3 separate regions of the Mus musculus genome follow, and all the other regions are linked to region 3. A link is a contact called in public Hi-C and HiChIP or PLAC-seq data. All regions are on one chromosome and are shown on one strand. The core of a region is the stretch at or near the end of the contact, and the rest is flanking DNA. Distances in the headings are between cores, read along the strand shown. Region 1 overlaps Cdk14 (cyclin-dependent kinase 14). Region 2 overlaps Cdk14 (cyclin-dependent kinase 14). Region 3 overlaps Cdk14 (cyclin-dependent kinase 14).

Region 1 (4,041 bases), core at 255-2,754, 120 kb before region 3:
ACAGGTAGTGGCGGCGGCCCAGGAGGGCATCTGCGAGGAAAGGATTTTAGCCAAATGGCCAAAGGCCGAGAGGGATACATAGAGATGTCAGGAGAAGAACATGCCTTGCAGGAAGAATAGCCAGGGCAAAGACCCTGTTGTTCTTGTAGGACGGGGTGGGGTGGGGTGTCAGTGAGTGAGGTGATAGTGACCAGATGTGCTACATGCCACTCATAGATATGTCAAGGTCTTTGAATAAAAAAGTAACAAGGCACAGAGAAAACCAGGGAGCCAGCCCTACATCCTGTTTCCCCCCCCTTCTAGCTGTGTATCAAATTTGTTTTTTTTTTTTTAAATGTGCTTCAAGTTTTCAATATTTAAAAAAAAATTAAGTCAAGGTGATGCACTCAGGTACATGTTTATGATTTATTGTTTAATTTATAAGCAGATATTTTAGGATGTCATTCTAAATTGGTTGCATTGCTATTTAATTTGGAAGCAAGTAAGAGAAGAGCTCATTAGATTCAGTGGCTTGACACATACTTAAATGCTCAATGTAACAATCAGAAATGGCGAGCCTTGTGGTTTGTAATCACGTTGCAGCAATCCAAGCTGCTGCTGCTGAACCCCAAAGCTTAGTTCCCTCTATCTGCCCATCCTGCACCCCCAATATTATCAGTTCCTCAAAACTTACCATGAAGCTTGGGCTGCTTGTAATGCTTAATGTCAGATTCATTCTTTTTGAGGGGTTGGGGAGGTCAATTGTACCTTAAAATCAGGCTTCCAAAGTCCTGTGATCATTTTCAAAGTCTTACTGTGCTATAAACGGTTTCTTGTTTGCTTATTTAAAGACAGTGGGGTGCTGTTTTAAATCACGATTTCAGTTCTATTGTGAAAATACACCCTACTAGGCACTTAAGGGGGGGGACTCTCTCTTTTATAGTTACCTAGGAGGAACCCATTGAGTGACTCCACCTTGTGGGCATGATGGAAGAGAATACATAATGTACTTTGCTGAGAGCTGCCCTTTCTTATGAGCCCAGCAGCTGCTGTGCTCATACGTAGATGCATAGGTAATCAGAGTTAACTCAAGTTAGTGCATAAGAAGATGGGGCGGAGGGGGCTGTTCCATTTGTATAACATTTGTGAATCTTGTGCCTTTGTGTCATGGAAGTTGGGGATGAGAACTAGTTTTGGGAAGGTCAGGTCTCTGTGGGTTACAAATCAGTGCCCTACTTCATCAAGTGTTATTGTTTTAGGTTGCCAGGGAAATGGATTAGGAAGATGCCCACTGGTACTAGCTGTGTGGCTGGCAGGCAGCTGGTCCCTGTGTGTCTCTTGGGTAGAGTCAACAGTTGGGTCAGAGAGGCTGTGACTCAGCGAGTGTAAACATTTGTTTAGTTTAAATGATTAGCAGAGCTCCTGCCTGGTTATTAGCTGATGATAAGGGTAATGTGGGGGCAAGTCACAGTTCTCTCCTGGCTGGAGAGCAGTGGTATTAGATGCATATGCTGCAGTGTTAGGATGAAACAAAGATGCTGGGTTCTAAGAGGGACCAGGAGAGGTGTGGAGGTGTTAGTTTGCCAGACTCATGCTTTGGGAAATTGGGTGAGTTAGTTTGCCTACACATAGGTAGGCAAGGGAACAAAAGGCCCCATGCTAAAGTTTAAGAAATAAAAAATAGCTGGGTGGTGGTGGTGCATGTCTGTAATCTCACAGTGGATCTGTGATTTTGAAGCCAGCTTGCATCCCGAGCTTTTGTCCCCACTGGCAACAACACGCTCAGGACAACCGGAATCTTCTGCGGCAAAAGCTTTATTGCTTACTTCTTCAGGAGCAAGAGGAGAAGAGAGACGAATGGCAAAACCCTGTCCCTTTTGTGGAGGATTGTCCTTCGCCTCAGACGTGTCGCTCCCTGATTGGCTGCAGCCCATCGACCGAGTTGTCGTCACGGGAAGGCAGAGCACATGGAGTGGAAAACTACCTGGCACATGCGCAGATTATTTGTTTACTACTTAGAACACAGGATGTCGGCGCCATCTTGTAATGGTGAATGTGAGGGCGGCTCCTCACAAGCTTGATCTACAGAGAGAGTTCCAGGATAGCCAGGATGACAGAAAAACCCTGTCTCAAGAAAACCCCAAACAAACAATGAACAAGAAAGAGAAAGAGAGGAGGAGAAGGGGGAGGGAGAGAGAGGAAGAGGAGGAGGAGGAGGGAGAGGAGGTAAAGGAAGAGGAGGAGGAGGAGGAGGTAGAGGAGGAGGAGGAAGAGGAGGAGGTGGAGGTAGAGGAGGAGGAGGAGGTAGAGGAGGAGGAGGGAAGGAGAAAGGCATTACCATGTGTATTATACTTGGTTTGGGTCTTTGTTTCCCAGCATTATTGAAATGAACTGAGACCCCTCATTCCTCTATGTAATGTCCTTCTTCAGGCTGATAGTAAGTAATTACTTTGTGTTTTTGTGAGCCTGTGTCACACAGTAACACATTTCATCCATTTAGAGGGACAGGATGGGCATGGGATTTAATGAAGGGGTGTATATAAGCTTATATAAGTGTATATATAAATGTATATAAGCGCTCGCTGGTTCATCATACCTTTGTCTGCCTGCCCATTCACTGCTTTGTGTTGGGCACGGTCTTTTATGTGCCCAGTGCTCAGAATGCAAACACAGCCTAGTGCCTTGAGAAGGGTGGGCAGACTTCTGTATTCTAGATAAAAGGGACAAGAGACTAGCTGTCATTAAAACAAAAATGGAAGCAATTACATTAGGAGGCACTGTAAAGAGTCACTTGAGCCATTCTTTAGGGATATAGCTTAGGGATATGTGATCAATTTCAAATCTGTTAACTGATTGCAGCCTGAATTAAAGTACGTTGAGCTATACAGTCAAACTGAATGTTTCAAATATTGTTTCTTACACCTTACCAAAGCATTTCTATTTATTTTCCATCAATGACTTGTTGAGATAGGAATATACTGTCTCTTGAATGGCCTGTAGTAGAGGTTATCCTTTCTGAGTAAATGTGAATCTTGTTACATTGTTTGGCAGCTGTTTCTTCCGAGGACCTCTTGAAACATCAGTGTCCAGAGCAGTTCATTTTACACGAGTGTTATAGGTGCGACAAGTGTAATAGTGCACACCTATAGTCTTAACACTTGATACATAGTCATAAAGATCACACGTTCCAGGCCAACCTGGGCTGTAGAATTCATTTTAGGCCAGCCTGGGCTGTGTACAGTGTTCCTGTCTCAAAAAACAAAGACAAGCAAAATAAAGGAAAATAAGCCCCAACTACTATAAGTCATATTGCAAACAATGGGAAAAACAGTCGACTGATAGAATTTTCTACATTGTGCACTGTGAGTGTGTAAGGAACACTATTCAGTGATTTTCTATATTGTGTGCTGTGAGTGTGTAAGGAACACTATTCAGTGAGCTAATTGGTTTTATGAATCATCTCATTTACTACCAGCTGTGGCTTATGATTTCCTATGTAGGCCATTGAATCTCATTTAAAAACAGTTTTATTTTTTTAAATGAGTTTTAGTTATATAGATTCACAAGCTTTGTAGGCTACTACAGAGACCAGTTTTGAATGGTGAGGATGGGTGTCTCTTAGGGAGAGAAAGAGGCCATTGTCACTATATGTTAAAGATGATTCTGTGTAATTAATGAGGGATTTATAAACATTAATATTCTTTTTGTTCACATATATGTGTGTATTTGTGTGATATATATGTATATATATATGTATAATATATATATATATATACATATATATATATATATGTATATATATATATATGTGTGTGTGTGTGTACACCATACACATTCATAAAACTTTTGAGGTAATTTAGGACTAAGTCTAAAAGTTTCCCTAGTTAGATAATGGTGTGTTTTAATAATGTGAAATATTACTTCAGCTAATGGCATTAGGAAGGCATCAGTTTCTATCTTCATTAGGTTTTGTGACAATCTCTTTGAGATGAATTCATTAAATACGGTTTCTAATATTTAATTAAAATACTTGGTTTATTTGAATATTATTTTAGATCATCA
Region 2 (4,110 bases), core at 1,080-3,579, 120 kb after region 3:
GCTCCCAGGGACTGGACCACCAACCAAAGAGTACATGTGGAGGGACCCATGGCTCCGGCCCCATATGTGGCAGAGGATGGCCTTGTTGGACATCAGTGGGAGGGGAGGCACTTGGGCCTGAGTGTGTTTGATGCCCCAGTTTAGGGGAATACCAGGGCCAGAAGACGGGAGAGGGTGGGTGGACAGGGGAGCACCCTCATAGAGGCAGGGGGAGGAGGGATGGGATAGGGGGTCTCTCAGGGGAAGACCTGAAAAAAGGAAAAAATGAAATGTAAATAAAGAAAATATCCAATAAAATATTATAAAACATTATTTTAAAAATGTTATCTTAGTCAAATGTACTTAAGTAGTAAGTTTCATATAAGTATTCCCAGCCTCAGCTCCTTCCTCCCATGGAAATAAGCATGAAGAGTTATACCCAATGTTAAATTCTGACCTCTACAGGCTTTAGCACACATGTGAAAGTCCACAGCCACACCCAAATTTACTTACTTACTTACATGCATACATGTATGTACAAGCATGTGCTCTCGTGAGAGTACACACATACATACACTCACAGACACAGAACTAAACATGCAAAGTCGTCTCTAAAATAAGATAATTCCACTGCCTACCAGATGTATATACATTATACATTTTCTGGTCATTTCCTCAAGCATGCTTTTGCAATTCCAAAGTATTTCTGCATTGCCCAGGGCAGGAAAATCAAAGAAATCCAACAAATATATACTTATTGTGAATGCCAGCTTCATTTGGAATGAAGATTTATGTATTTTCAGAGACATTTTTCTAATCCATTTTGTGTTTCTATAAGACACCCAGATTGCACAATTCATGAAGAACAGACAGTGATTTCTTCATAATGGTAGAAGTTTGGAAGTCTAAGATCAAGACTTCCAGCATCTACTGAGAGCTTGTGGTATAAAGTATAAAGGAGAGCGGGGTGTGTGTGTGTGTGTGTGTGTGTGTGTGTGTGTGTGTGTGTGTGTGTGTGTTTCATACCAGGCAGGGAGCTGAGCTTGTTTCATAATGGACCCACTCTTTCAACAGTATCAGTTTGCCCCTGCAGTCTTCTCATAACCTAATAGCCTCAGAGTGTTCTAGTAGTACTTGAATGAACAGACCATGGCGGCCATCATCCAGTCACTGCTCTTCTTAGTAAAAAGAGAAGGAATGAGAAAAATTGATCCTCTCAGAAAGTGCTTTGTAAATAAAGAAGACATTTCCCCCTCTTTACTGCTAGTCGTTCAGAGGCCTCAGGCATGATAGACAAGTCTTGGTCTTTGAGGCATATCCCTAAGCCCCTGTAGAGCAGGAACCTTGAAAAGCGTCTATCCAAACATTAAAAGGTGGTGTGTAACCCTACTCACTGTAATAAGTACTGAGAGTAACATAGCACTGTATAAGAGGAGCTAAAAGTCCTTGCTGATTGTCCTGTGAGTATGGAAAGGTCTTTTGCTTTTCAGGACCTTCAGTTCTTTGATACTTTTACCCAAATTCTCACTTCAGTAAAGAGTATCATGTTACTTCAAATATGATATGAAGAAGAGCAGTTCTCTATTTGCAGACATTTTAAACTACACTCTAAGGCAGCAAATAAAGTTTTAATGGAGATAGAGCAATTCTTTGGCCTGACAAGAAGTGAGTACTTTATTAAAGCGTATTTACCAGATTCTAGAGAAGTGGTTGTGCTTCCCTTGCTAGGTTTCTCTGTGCAGTAGATAGGACAACTCTCTATGACAGTACAGGATGAGTTCGTGTTCTACTGTTCATGGCTCTCTTAAAACCAGAGCAGTGTCCTGAGACCACACTCGGCCTCTAACATGTGTGATCTTTGCTGACAGCTGAGGAAACAGGGATTGTCAGGTTGCTGCTTCTGCATCAGACCATCTCAGTCTGCCCAACTGCATTCGTGCATCCAGTGATGTTTGGCTATTTAGAACACTATATCTGGATGTAGAAATGAATCTTTCATGTCCTTTGTGGTGTGGAAATAAATATGTATACTGCAGCTGTTTGGATGGCTTTTACACTTTCATCACCTTAGGGAATTTTATTGTAATTTCATACCACAAGTAAATTTCCCTTTGAGGCAGATTTTTATCTGCATGATTCAGATAGTTCCTGCAAGCTTATCTGTGGTTTTAAGAGCAAAACTGGCTATTATGCAGACAAGTGTGTGCTTTAGAGAGCAACTTGGTTGGACTGGTAAGAATATTTAAAGGATCTTTTATCTCAGTCTCTTCCACCCAGTCATTAACCCACTTCTGCAGGCAGCAGTTCCGTTGTCATGCCAAGATAGCCTGTCACTTCAAATAAATGACAACTATTCTAAGACTCTACCATAGAGAACAAAGGATGGACTCTTGGGGGTGACAGTCTACTGAGGCTTTCCAGAACTGGGTGAGGATTCATTGACCTTTTGTCTTTGTCTACCTAAAAACAGTGATTCTTTTAAGTAAACAACATGCACGCACAGTCATAAAGGAGGAGTACAGTGAAATTAGATTTCTCTCTGCCTCCCATGCTGTGCTCATTACCATGGGCAGTTGCCTTGTGCTGCCTGCTCCTGGGTTCTTTTCCCCAGATATACTATTTACCTCTAAGCACCTGATGTGCCTTCATTTCTTACTTTGCCATTTCCCTTAACTGTGTGTTATTGATGGCTTCATATTAGTATTTTTAAATGCACTGGTCTCACTCATGTTTTGAACCCATTTCACAATTTGTTTAGCCAGTTTATTCCTATAGTTTAAGGTCACTTAAAGTTTTTCTTTTCTTACAGTTTTTTTTCCTTTTCTTACAGTTCATAATTAGTACTCAGACAGTTAAGTCTTTGTGGTTACAAATATGTAGATGAGCACCTGAAGTTTCCATTGGTAAGTCTCTGAAGTTTGGAAGCATAACCAGTGACTTCTAAGCCTAATTCAACCTGTCAGTCATTGTGTTGCTTCTGTGTAGGTCCAGGGTGTACAAAGCCCAGGCTCAGACAGAGCTTCTCGGCTTGAGTAGGTTAGCTCTGCTCTCTGGTGACTCATCCATCAAGGTAGAGTGCAAGGTGACAAATCAGATCTGCAAATGAATCTTGTACAGTGAGTTGTGACATAGAAATTAAGACTAGGGGGAATTTGATGGGTTAGAATTGGAATGAGCTATGGAAAGTGGTAAATAGGGGTAAGCAGAGAGGGTACCCAGCAGCATAGCTACCCGAGAGTGCAAGCCTGACTGACATGTACCACTACATCAAATGGGCCCTCTGACCTTGTCCTGGCCAGCTTCTGTCTAAGAACATGAGCTCTCAAAACTACGTCTGGGAAAAAAATGATGTTTGTGTTTCCTGAGAACCTAAGGCCCCTGACAGGTCCACAACAAAGTCTCAGGAATCGCTCTTCCCAGTCATGTGACTGAGGTTACTCCATCATACCCAGTAGTTAAGCCAGCACCCAGCAAGCAGCCCAGCATCAGCACCTTGTGAAGTTTATACCTAATTGTAACTGAACATGAGTTTTACTGAGCCTGTCCTTTGCAGAGTGGTGGCTAGCTATCACCATGTACCCATTCTCTCGTTCTCAGGTTTCTGAAAACTGATAGGAGACCTTGGGAGAGCAATATTACTTTCTTTCTGAGGAAAACATCTTCCCTCAGGAAACCACAATGCTTTAGAAACAGCTCTGCCAGAAATGCCCCCAGTTTGCCCTAAATGCTTGCCTCCCTTTCAGCCAACAGCTTGCCCCAGCACAGTGAGGAGGGCTTTGCTTTGCATTTACATAACAGGAATTTCATTGGTTTTTCTGGAACACATAAACAGTTTCAAAGGTAAATTCAGGTCTCTTTCTTCAGTAACAGTGAACAGCTGGAAGCTTTGAAATGAATGTTTTTATACTTCTGCCCATCTGTGTGGTTTAAAAACAACAACAAAACAAAACACTTAGTTAACTATTGAGAAGCACCTAAGCTGGACCTGCAAGAATCAGGAATGCCTGCTACTGCTGCCACTGAGCTCACACCTCACTGAACACATTCGAGTATTGCATCTGGGACCCTGTGAGCCTCACACTGGAAAACTGATGCCCTTTCTGAACATTCTTTTGACAGACTGGGCCTTAT
Region 3 (4,032 bases), core at 553-3,052:
GAACACAGATCTATGAAAACTAAGAGACAAGTCACAAATCAGAAGAAAATATTGCCAAGTAATGTGTTTGATAAAGGATTAATTTTTCAAACTTATAAAAGATGACCAAGTTAAATAATGAGAAAACTCATATGTTGCAAACTGGATTATAAGATTATAGGCACAAAGCCTGTTGTAGAGTAAGGTGGAAACCATTGGCAAGTCAGGATCTTTTGGGACATCTGTCTCCTTAGATGCTGAGATCACAAGTTTCCATCTCCAGGGGCTGTCAGTTTTTGACAAAGAGCTATAATCATAACATACTGTTTGTTCAATACAAGAAAGTAACTCAATATGAGAAAAAAATCATTATATAACTTGTACAACTAAGAAGCTGATTGTATGTGGCAAATGACAGGTTGAATTTTTATGGCTGGCTAGGGGAGAAGCAGCTGGTGGAGGAATGTACTGGCAAAGGAATGAATGTACCTGCTTTTTCTAGCCTGTCCCTACCCCAGACCATCAACTCTACTCGAGTCACCTTTTAAAGACCGCATTAAACACTGCCTCTTCTCTGACATCCTGTAGCCTTTAATAGTGATATTCCCTTTCCTCTTCTTTCTTTTTTGTTCTTTGCAAGTATTACATGCTTGTACACTTATATTCCCGTGCTTAACTACATTAAGCTTTCTGGACAGATATGCTCATCTATGACCTATTGGTACCTTAGAGGCTGTGGTATGGAACAAGAACAGACTCCTTAGATACCTGCGTTCCCCTACTGTTATGAAAATGGAGCTAATGCAGAGACTAGGTAGTGAGTTAATAGATTTTAAGCAGCAACTAATTGGGCCACGATTGTTTCAGAATTAAGAGTGGAAGGAACCATGGTTATAGTCATACGTTGTGGTCTGAGAAATGAACAGAGGAGAGTTGTTGCTAAGTAGCTAGCTGAAGTAGAAATACTCTCCCTGCCACCCAACCCCACCAGTTTGCCTGCTGAGAGGGAGTTCTACCTTCTGAGTGGGTATGGAGGCTGCTCAGAAATTTTCTAATTGCAAACACTGCCTATCCTGTGTTCACCACAAGTCTCTTCTGCTGTGAACTGGAGTCTTGTCCTGATCAACATTTGTTTCTATGGTTACTTTTCATTTTCTTAAATTACCATTGTGTTTGGGACCTATATGGAAGCATTAAGGAAGAGGAAGATAGAACTAGGTATTGAATGCATCCATTTTGGGAGCATCAGCAAGTAAGGAGAGCATAAGTTGATAGGCCATTGTGAGAGTTGTATGGTCAAAGGTATTAAGCTCATGCTATGCTATACTAAACCTGAAGGGGTAGACATCTTGCCCCTGAAGGGTTTAATCCTAGTTTGTAAGGTCTGGGAAGAGCGCAAGGGATCATGTAATCTGGTCCTATCATTTACAGAAGATCAACTGAGTTGTAGGGAGGAGTGTTAGAATGATCAAGATCAGTAGAGCTCAGACCTGAGGCAAAGTCCTATGAGTCGTCAATGTGGAGGAGACAGAGGCCTGGTGGTGACTCAGCTCCTTAGAATGCTGGCCTCACCTCAGAATTGGATCCCATCTTCCTGTGGAGTAACCAGAAAAGTAAACCATTCAGATTTCTCTGCATTGCTCATATTCTTGTGACATTTTAGAATGCAATGGATCTCTTCTTAAAACCATTGAATAATTCCTATCTTGATTTGTTTTTTAAAAAATCTTAATTAATAGCACATGTGAGAGAAATGCACTATATAGTATATTGTGGGAAAAGTTCAGAAGGACAAATAAAAGGAAACTTGAGTATGGGATATTTATATTTTTTGGATACTTGCCAGCTCAGTCAGTTCTCTGGGTATACCCAAGAGCATTGAGTTGATAGTAGTACTTAAAAAAAAAAAAAAAAAAAAAAACCAAAACCCTAACATTTTGAACAGGACCCAAGAAAAAGAATTAAAGGAAATACTCAGCAAAAGCTTGGCAATTGTCCTGTTATCTGTGAGCCTTTGTGTGTGTGTGTGTGTGTGTGTGTGTGTGTGTGTGTGTGTGTGTGTGTGTGTGTGTAGCTTAGGGCCATGTGGGCAGGCTCCAGCAGTAGGGGAAGTATCAGCCTTAAGGGAAGCTTGCTGGCCACCCTTTGAGCCACATTCACAAAACAAATCAATGCAATTACTTTCTTGTAACCTAAAAAAGAATAAACACTCTTTGTAGGATAAGTCCAAGGGCTTGAACAGTCTCAGACTGTCACCTTAAGTTAGCTTTTGCACTGTATTTCATCTATGAAGTATAAAAAGCCACATACTGCCCTCCAATGACACATAAAGCTTCTACCCACAACTCTACACAGAACATCTACAATATTTCACAGTACTTACAGATTCACCTATGTGCTTCATGAAGTCCCAAAGCAGTATAAAAGTTTATCAAGTCATTAAAACGGCATGCCCATGTTTTCCTCATTATATCTTCCTTCAAATACAGAAGTACACACAGTATTATAGCAGCAAATAAAAGATTGGATGACAAATTGTGCTTGTTTATGTATATAAAATTGCTATTTGCTCTTTGTAGGTTTAAATTTTTGTTCAAAACACTTTTAGATTAAGGATATGCTTAAAGAATGAAGGATATCATATTAAATACTGAAACTTCAATAATGCTAATTTTTCCAAAATCATCCTAAATTTTTATGTCAAAGGAATACATAAAATTTATTGTTACTTTCTTGATCAGAATGTTTCTGTGACTTGAATAGTTTATATAAATATAAAAGATCCCAAGTAGAGTTGAATTTGACTGCTCCAATTGCTCTGTTGCTGTCTTGGCCAGGAGCTGCAGACCAACATACCAACATCAGCGCCAGTTTAATACATGCAGCCCTCTCTACAGGTTCAGGAATGTTAGAAAACAAACAAGGCTTGCCTGGTAGGAGTTCACTCATCACCAATTAAATATTGAGAAAATGAACTAGCTAATATTAAGAATTGTACTATTTCATAAAGCAATTAATATGGCAGAACTTATTGTCCTCATAGTGGAATAATTTGTGCAAAAGAAATTTGAGAGCTAATCTGTACCTAACATGGAAAGACAAGACAGGACAACTGCTATATTATAATTTTTTCTCATTTTTCTCGTGTGTGCTTCAGTCTTTTCCAAGTTAAAGTCCACTCCTGGTTTAGGTGTAACTTGGGCACCATACTTTTAGATAGTTCTTAATTCCTGCCTTAGTGATAATATGTAATAACAGTCCATACAGTTCTAATTTTTATCGTAGTGTGTATGTACGTGCACATTCATACATCCAGTCTCTCCCTGAAAGTGGGAGGCTTATTTTAGAGGACTCATTCTTTGTAAGCACACTCTGTGTCTTGCATTTACCTGCTGAAATACATGTCTTATAAAAATCTCAGAGAAATAAACATGAGGGTAACCTTCCAGTTGTGTGGGCCCCATTAAATCCAATCATAGTCCTTAAAGAAGAGCGAGAAGGTATTTTACAATATTTTGAATGGTTACTTAAATTATGTATATTAATTTAGAATTCCGACTTTTTGAAGACTGTCACTTTTATGAGGCAATTTGTTGACCTCCATCCATAGGAAGAGGAACATTTTCATGCTGGACATTTGTCCGTTTGCAGATGCGATGATTTTCATAAAAGGACAATAATACACTACAGTAAGACAAACACAACAATTCCAGCATAAAGACCAATGTATTATGGAATTTTATAAGTAAAATGAGAATATTTCAGTGGAAGGTTATAAAAAATGATGACCTTCCCAATTCCTTGAATGTTCTTAACTTGTTGAATTTGAACCATTTGCCCCTGTCACTTGCAGTTGTTTATTCCTGGGGAAGCCACTAATGTCACTGGCAAACGTTCCTTCAGGCACCTTTCCCTCAGGCTCTCAGGGTCACTAAGGTTCAGATAAACAGTGGATACCTTGGAGAACTAGGATGACCTTTAAGGGATAACAGGGCAGTCAGCATTCTTCTTTGCTAGGTGGCCCCCCTAAGTCTTCTTCTCGGTGGTTGGCAT

What was found. A called contact is a pair of places that touch in the nucleus more often than the background predicts. HiChIP or PLAC-seq counts read pairs in DNA pulled down with a chosen protein or histone mark.
Region 1: a contact with region 3 is called in a FOXA1 HiChIP or PLAC-seq map of pancreatic cancer cells. The contact joins two enhancer-like sites. A contact is called at or near these places in 1 of 15 datasets of contacts at CTCF or cohesin (the NIH/3T3 cell line), 1 of 484 Hi-C or Micro-C datasets (muscle stem cells), 2 of 115 datasets of contacts at active chromatin or transcription factors (bone marrow-derived macrophages and pancreatic cancer cells) and 2 of 9 other capture datasets (adipose tissue and pancreatic islet).
Region 2: a Hi-C map of 3T3-L1-derived adipocytes shows a contact between it and region 3, with 4 times the contacts expected there. The contact joins two enhancer-like sites. A contact is called at or near these places in 1 of 39 promoter capture datasets (the 3T3-L1 cell line), 1 of 15 datasets of contacts at CTCF or cohesin (the NIH/3T3 cell line), 1 of 484 Hi-C or Micro-C datasets (3T3-L1-derived adipocytes) and 2 of 9 other capture datasets (adipose tissue and liver).

Annotation. Positions count from the first base shown.
Region 1 is chr5:5,297,749-5,301,789 of GRCm38.p6, reverse strand. The region is part of intron 2 of Cdk14 (cyclin-dependent kinase 14); the gene reads left to right. Among named protein-coding and RNA genes, the nearest start is that of Gm30151, 71 kb to the left of the region's middle. Within about 2 kb of position 1,504, at least 25 of the 459 cell types and tissues checked have an H3K27ac peak or open chromatin away from gene starts, as enhancers often do. A contact at or near this core is called in pancreatic cancer cells, where this site is marked.
Region 2 is chr5:5,054,445-5,058,554 of GRCm38.p6, reverse strand. All of the region lies in intron 8 of Cdk14 (cyclin-dependent kinase 14), which reads left to right. Among named protein-coding and RNA genes, the nearest start is that of Fzd1, 300 kb to the right of the region's middle. Within about 2 kb of position 2,329, at least 31 of the 459 cell types and tissues checked have an H3K27ac peak or open chromatin away from gene starts, as enhancers often do.
Region 3 is chr5:5,178,416-5,182,447 of GRCm38.p6, reverse strand. All of the region lies in intron 5 of Cdk14 (cyclin-dependent kinase 14), which reads left to right. Among named protein-coding and RNA genes, the nearest start is that of Gm30151, 190 kb to the left of the region's middle. Within about 2 kb of position 1,802, at least 80 of the 459 cell types and tissues checked have an H3K27ac peak or open chromatin away from gene starts, as enhancers often do. A contact at or near this core is called in pancreatic cancer cells, where this site is marked.